Regions from separate parts of the Zea mays genome. Here region 1 is linked to region 2. The links are chromatin contacts, called in public Hi-C maps. All regions are on one chromosome and are shown on one strand. Each heading gives the region's core, a stretch centred on a gene start, on an enhancer-like site or on the middle of the called end of the contact. The rest is flanking DNA. Distances are from core to core; before and after follow the strand shown.

Region 1 (2,724 bases), core at 198-2,697, 280 kb after region 2:
GCGAACCATCCACGCGGTAGCCAGCACGGAGCCGGAGCCAGAGCCCTGGAGCCACTGCTCTGGCGAACACCGCCTCCTCCGCCGTCTTCTTCCCCGCCCGAACCGGACGTGAGCTCGCCGTGCTCCGTCCCCCCTGCAGTTCCTTGCGCCGTGAGGTTACCCGGCACCAGCACCGCGTCGATCATATACACGGCGACGGCCTCCTCGTCCGCGAGCGTGCGGGTGACCCTGGCCACGTCGCGCGTCGCGGAGGCCAGCAGCGTCACCCTGCCGCGGACGTTGCGCACGGCCAGGGCCAAGTGGGACCTGCCCCCGTCGAGCGAGGCCGCCGTGCGCAGGTCCTGGTCGCCCGCCCGCAGCGCCTGCATGGAGTGGTGCCCCGGCGCGCCGTGGTACAGCACGACCGCGAGCCGGGCGTCGGCGGAGAGGCTGTTCAGCGTGGGCTGGAACGCCTCCACCGCCCTGTCCGCCGGGCAGAACAGCGTGAGCCCGCCGCCGCCGTCGGCCTGCCTCTCGAACGTCGCGGCCGCGTCGCCCGTGGCGGCGACGAGGCCGGCGAAGCGCCCGCACCCGTTCTCGGACATGACGTCCGACACGTTGCGCCTGCTCGGCGGCCGGTCGGCCGCCGCCGCGGGCGCCTCGGCCGCGGGGGACGAGATCACGCCGCTCACCCAGAGGACCGAGATGTTGTAGGGCGCCTCGTGGACGGGCCCGACGTAGAACACGGCGGCGGCGGCGCTCCCCGCGTCGTCCTCGGGCGCGAAGGCCACGCGCCCGCCCCGGCGCTCCGCGACCCTCACCATGCCCGCGCTCCCCGGCGCGTCGCCCGAGGCCTGGAACAGCGTGGACACGTCCGCGGAGCCGCCGGGGAGGCGGTGCAGCTTCGCGTCGTCGTAGTAGTCGACGAGGACGTGGAGGGAGAGCACGTGCCGCAGCGTCTCCCGCGGCAGGCCGCGCGCCTTCAGCGGCGCCATGTGGGCGTCGTCCACGGCCAGGACAGTGATCGTGTTCCGGTCGTCGATGTCGTCCGCGAGCCCCGTGGCCGCGAGCTCGCGGCCGAACTCGGCGAGGTCCCGGTGCCCGGAGAGGATGGCGGTGATGTTGTGCGCGGCATGGCATGCCGGCGGCGCTGAAGTGCACGCTAGCACCACTGCGGTGGCGAAGAGGAGGAGGGTGGTCCGGGCGCCGGCGGTGACCGGCATCGCTGCGCTGGGATGCGACGTACACGTACGCCTCCGGGCTCCGGGCACTAAACTGTGCGTGTGGGGGGGGGGGGGGGGGGGTTGGTTTCTCAGGAATGCACAGCACAGGAGGTGCTGATGGACACTGGAACGCTTCCCAGACCCAGAGCGTGGGATGCACGTGGTTTTATGGGAACCGATTGCCTCACAAAACCAGCGCTGTGTCTTGTGCCTGGGGTTATAGTTCCGTGCAGCTAAAGGCCATTTCAGCGGTGAGTTGAGTTTTAAACTAGATAATCGAGTATGTAAGTTTCATTCCTATGGAACTCTACTATCTTTTATGAAATTATCTATATATCTATTATTTTAATTGCACTATAATGTTATCAAACATGATGATGTCTCACCGTATTTAATGAGTATGAAACTCGAATGGTCTACTATCGTTTGTCAAGAATGATCCAGCGAATGACTCTTGGCTAAAATTCACGCTCGCGTTCGTTTCAAAAAACTAAAATCTATGCCTGCAGGGATATCATCAAAAGTGATGATGTGCCACCGTATTTAATAAAAATGAAACTGGAATGGTCTATTATCGTCTGTCGAGAATGATCGAGCGAATGACTCTCGGCTAAAACTCACGCTCGCGTTCGTTTCAAAAAAAAAAAAAAACTTGCCCGCGGGGAGATGAGATGAGATCGAACCAAAGAGTTCCAGAATTGGGCTAGACCACTCTGATAGCGCGAGCACCGAAGGGTGTTCCATTCCACGTTCGTGTAACACCAGCAAAAGCAGCGCTTCTACCGCTGCCTTTTGCACCTCACCTCGCATGTCTCGGCAAATGCGCAGCGTCATCTGCTCCAGCCGCCTCCATGGCCACGGGCCACGGCTTGGAGGAACCTGTGCTCGGTCGCCAGCGACGTCGGTCGCTTTAGCCATGCCGGTAATGGTTCGCTTGGACACCAGCATGTGGGAGGCGGTGGACGAAAGCTGAGACGCGCGAGCGGCGCCGGCAGACGAGGCACATGGCGAGCGCCGAGCGAGATCATCGACCGGGCCGGCCGGCGCGGGTGGCCCTCGTCCCTCTCGTGGCCCCCTGCCTGGGCCTGCCCCCACCCCTGCACTGCTGCACTGTGCAGAGCTTGCACGTTAGGGCCGGAGAGAAATGGTAAGCTTGCAGCAGACGCCCCGTGTAGCAGCGCCAAGGGTTTGTGCCGATAGGTGGAGGCGTCCCTGTGGGAGTGACAGGGACGAACAGATCAGGCATCGATCAGGGGTGAGGTCGGGTCGTCTTCCCTACTAAATCTATAGTACTAGTATATCTTTGTAAAAAACTGTTTTACCAGACGTATTTTTTTTAAAAAAAACTTTAATTTCACTTGTGAAGCTACTCTAATTCCAGACAGAGAGACCTTGCTCTTGCTCCAGAAATAATAATAAAAAATGCTAAACGAGAGGAGTGATCCCGGCCGTTTCATTTGAATCAAGAAACCGGCCCAGTCTGGCCACGAAGAAGCTGAGACTGGAAACAAGAATGGGCCTT
Region 2 (2,877 bases), core at 351-2,850:
ATCTGGAATGCTGTAACTAGATAGGGTTTAGCTGAGTTAGGACTGGATTATCAAGTCATAATAATGATACGTGCCTTCGCCATCCCTTCGGACCATGTTCCAATGTGATACAATCTACTACCATGCAATATATCACCATCAGCCTGCTAACGCACGCCACTAGCTTTAAGTTTCCAATCCTTCTGTCAGTTTGTAATGTTTGCAGCTACTTCATCCGTTTCAATTTACACTTCCTATGTCCAATCTAATGGTGTGTTTGGTTGAAATGATGGGATGGGATGGGACGATTGTTTGGTTCATGGCCATCAGGTGGGGCGAGTTCAGGTTTCCGTAGGCACCAACGCGTCCTGGAGGTCGGCGATTAGTTCTCCCGCCATTTTGATGAGAACATCATTTATCTCCATTGCCGTCTTGCCGAGCTAGCGCAGCCGCAGCAACCACCTGGGCGGCTGCGCCGGCAGAGGTCCATCGAGCATGGCAACAGACTCCTGCAACGCAATTTCAACATGTGTCTTGGGTCGATTTTTGGCGAGGCGTGCACTGCGACGTACCGTTGACATGTCCAGGACTCGGCGCGGTTGCTGTACTGCTTGTGGCGCATTCCGTGGGCTGGGCATGCTCCGAAGGTGTGGTGGTGAAGAACGTAGCAACACCTGTTGATATTTGTTCCTCCATTGTGAGGACTGCCACATCACTTAGTATTTTTGAAGATTTGGACCTGCAACCCTAAACCTTCGAGAACTCAACTGAGAAACAATAAAAAATTCAAGACCTTTAGGCCCAGTTTTTAACAATTTGGTTTATAGAAATTGAGATGGTTTCAAACAAATCAGTTTATGACTTAGATTATAGAAATTATATTTTCAGTTTCTTAAAAATTGGTCTCTTCTACCTAAAAGATACTTAAAAATTAGGTTGCTTCGGAATAGGGCCTTAGTGGGTTGCTTTCGAACAGGGTCTTAGTCGGGCACATTTTACTCTTTTATATTCTCGATATAGGGAGTGTTTGAATGTATTAGAGCTAATAATTAGTTGACTAAAAAATGCTAGTGGAATTAGCTAGCTAACAAATAACTAACTAAATATTAACTAATTTACTAAAAATAGCTAATAATTGCTAGGGTGTTTGGATGTCTTTAACTAATTTTAGCCACTAACTATTAGCTAGTGCATTCAAACACCCCTATAATATGGAGACTGCTCTAGAATTTCTGCGGAGCAATGTACTAGTACCTTACAATCATGAGCGATGTACCTGGACGCATTGTGTTTGATTGAACGTTCATTGCAAATTTCCTTGGGGGGAAACAAAGCAACCCTTTGTTCATGAATCATGACACTACTATGACAGTGATAGTGACAGTGTACGTGAAGTGACCAGTGAGCAGTGTGACTTCTTCATCATACAACTGGAGTACGGTGACGAGCGCTCATACACAACACGGATTTTACATGATGCGTCCAATTCATCGCACCTGGACATATGGAAGCTGTATACGATGAACCTGGACACGTTTACAGTCAGGCTCTATCTCCGCCCAGTCCGCACGCCCACCGAAACATACATAACAGCACAACCGTCGTGGAACTACACGCCAATCGCCAAGTAGGGCAGGCCGAGTTTGCAACAGCCGGCACAAACAACCACCCACACACCCATACAATTGGTGCTTCACGTTCCACCAACCGAGGCCTTGATCAGCGCAGCAATCGGCGTGGTGACAATGGAGTTCTTCCCGGGTGCGTACAAGAAGGCAACAGCGGCGCTCGACGAGGCGGCGAGGGCGCGGCTACGGGGCCCGTTCATCAGCGACACCGTCGCGCCATCGCCGGCGCCGTCCGGCGGCGCTGCGGACGCCGACGACGATCTGATGGATTCGGTCGACGAGTTCTACAACGGATACGGCGAGCACGGCACGGACGGCGGCGCCGTCGCCAAGGATGCCGTGGCGTCCCGGGCTACGGAGTGGAAGGAAGCTTTGCGATTGACGCTGGCGGATGCGGCGGCCGACGCGGCAGCCGTACGGATCCGCGCCGAGGCGGAGCGCATTGTCCGAGACGCCGGGCCAGCCGCCGTTGGCGGCGGCGGCGGGATTAGGAAGCACCTTGTGGAGCGGCTCCGTGCGAGGGGTTACGACGCCCGTAATAATGCTCTACTGCTCTGCAGTTCTCATTTTTCAATATCATATATACAACACGGGACATTAACATTCCTTTTTGTGCTCGGCTCGGGCATTCATTCAAGCAGGTCTCTGCAGATCGTCGTGGGGAAGAACCAGCAGCATCGCCGCGCCGGGCACGTACGAGTACGTGGACGTGACAGTGGGCTCGCCGCCGCCGCTGCCGTCAGCTCGCTACATCGTGGAGGTAAACGTGGCAGCCGAATTCGAGGTCGCGAGGCCGAGCGCCGAGTACCAGGACCTCCTCTCCTCCCTGCCGCCAGTGCTCGTGTCGAGTCCACCAGCTCTGAAGGAACTCGCCGCGGCAATGTGCGCCGCAGCGGCGGAGTCCATCCGCGGCGCGGGCATGCACGTGCCGCCGTGGAGGCGCGCGTCGTACGTGCAGGCCAAATGGTCCGCGCGGTTCGAGAGAACGGAAGCCGCGGCACCGGTGGCGGCGGCGACGGGGCCACGCGCTGAAGGAGGACCGAGGGCAGCAGCGCGTGCCCGGCGGCCTGGCGTGGGGAAGAATTGCGGAATGGAGATGGGACGCCGGCAGGGGGTCATGGGGCGGGAGGCACTGGTGAGAGTGAGGCCCTTGTTCAGAGGATTCTGAGTTGTGACGTGGCAGGAAGGATCGCGGGAGGGAGGATTGTTCAGGCTTTCAGAGGCCTCTTTGTTTTCGGTAGCAGTATTCTCTTGGGCCATGAATTATGTA

What was found. A called contact is a pair of places that touch in the nucleus more often than the background predicts.
Region 1: a contact with region 2 is called in a Hi-C map of leaf mesophyll, with 4 times the contacts expected there. The contact joins the promoter of LOC103654016 here to the promoter of LOC100384163 in region 2. A contact is called at or near these places in 2 of 25 Hi-C or Micro-C datasets (leaf and leaf mesophyll).

What each region holds. Positions count from the first base shown.
Region 1 is chr4:169,258,439-169,261,162 of Zm-B73-REFERENCE-NAM-5.0, forward strand. It overlaps LOC103654016 (fasciclin-like arabinogalactan protein 2), which reads right to left and starts at 1,448. Exons shown (of 1, transcript XM_008680841.4): 1 at 1-1,448. The coding sequence starts at 1,202.
Region 2 is chr4:168,976,212-168,979,088 of Zm-B73-REFERENCE-NAM-5.0, forward strand. LOC100384163 (DUF506 family protein) reads left to right here and starts at 1,601. Exons shown (of 2, transcript NM_001176741.1): 1 at 1,601-2,142; 2 at 2,249-2,877. The coding sequence starts at 1,725. The coding sequence ends at 2,775. It also overlaps a transcript of LOC100285969 not described here.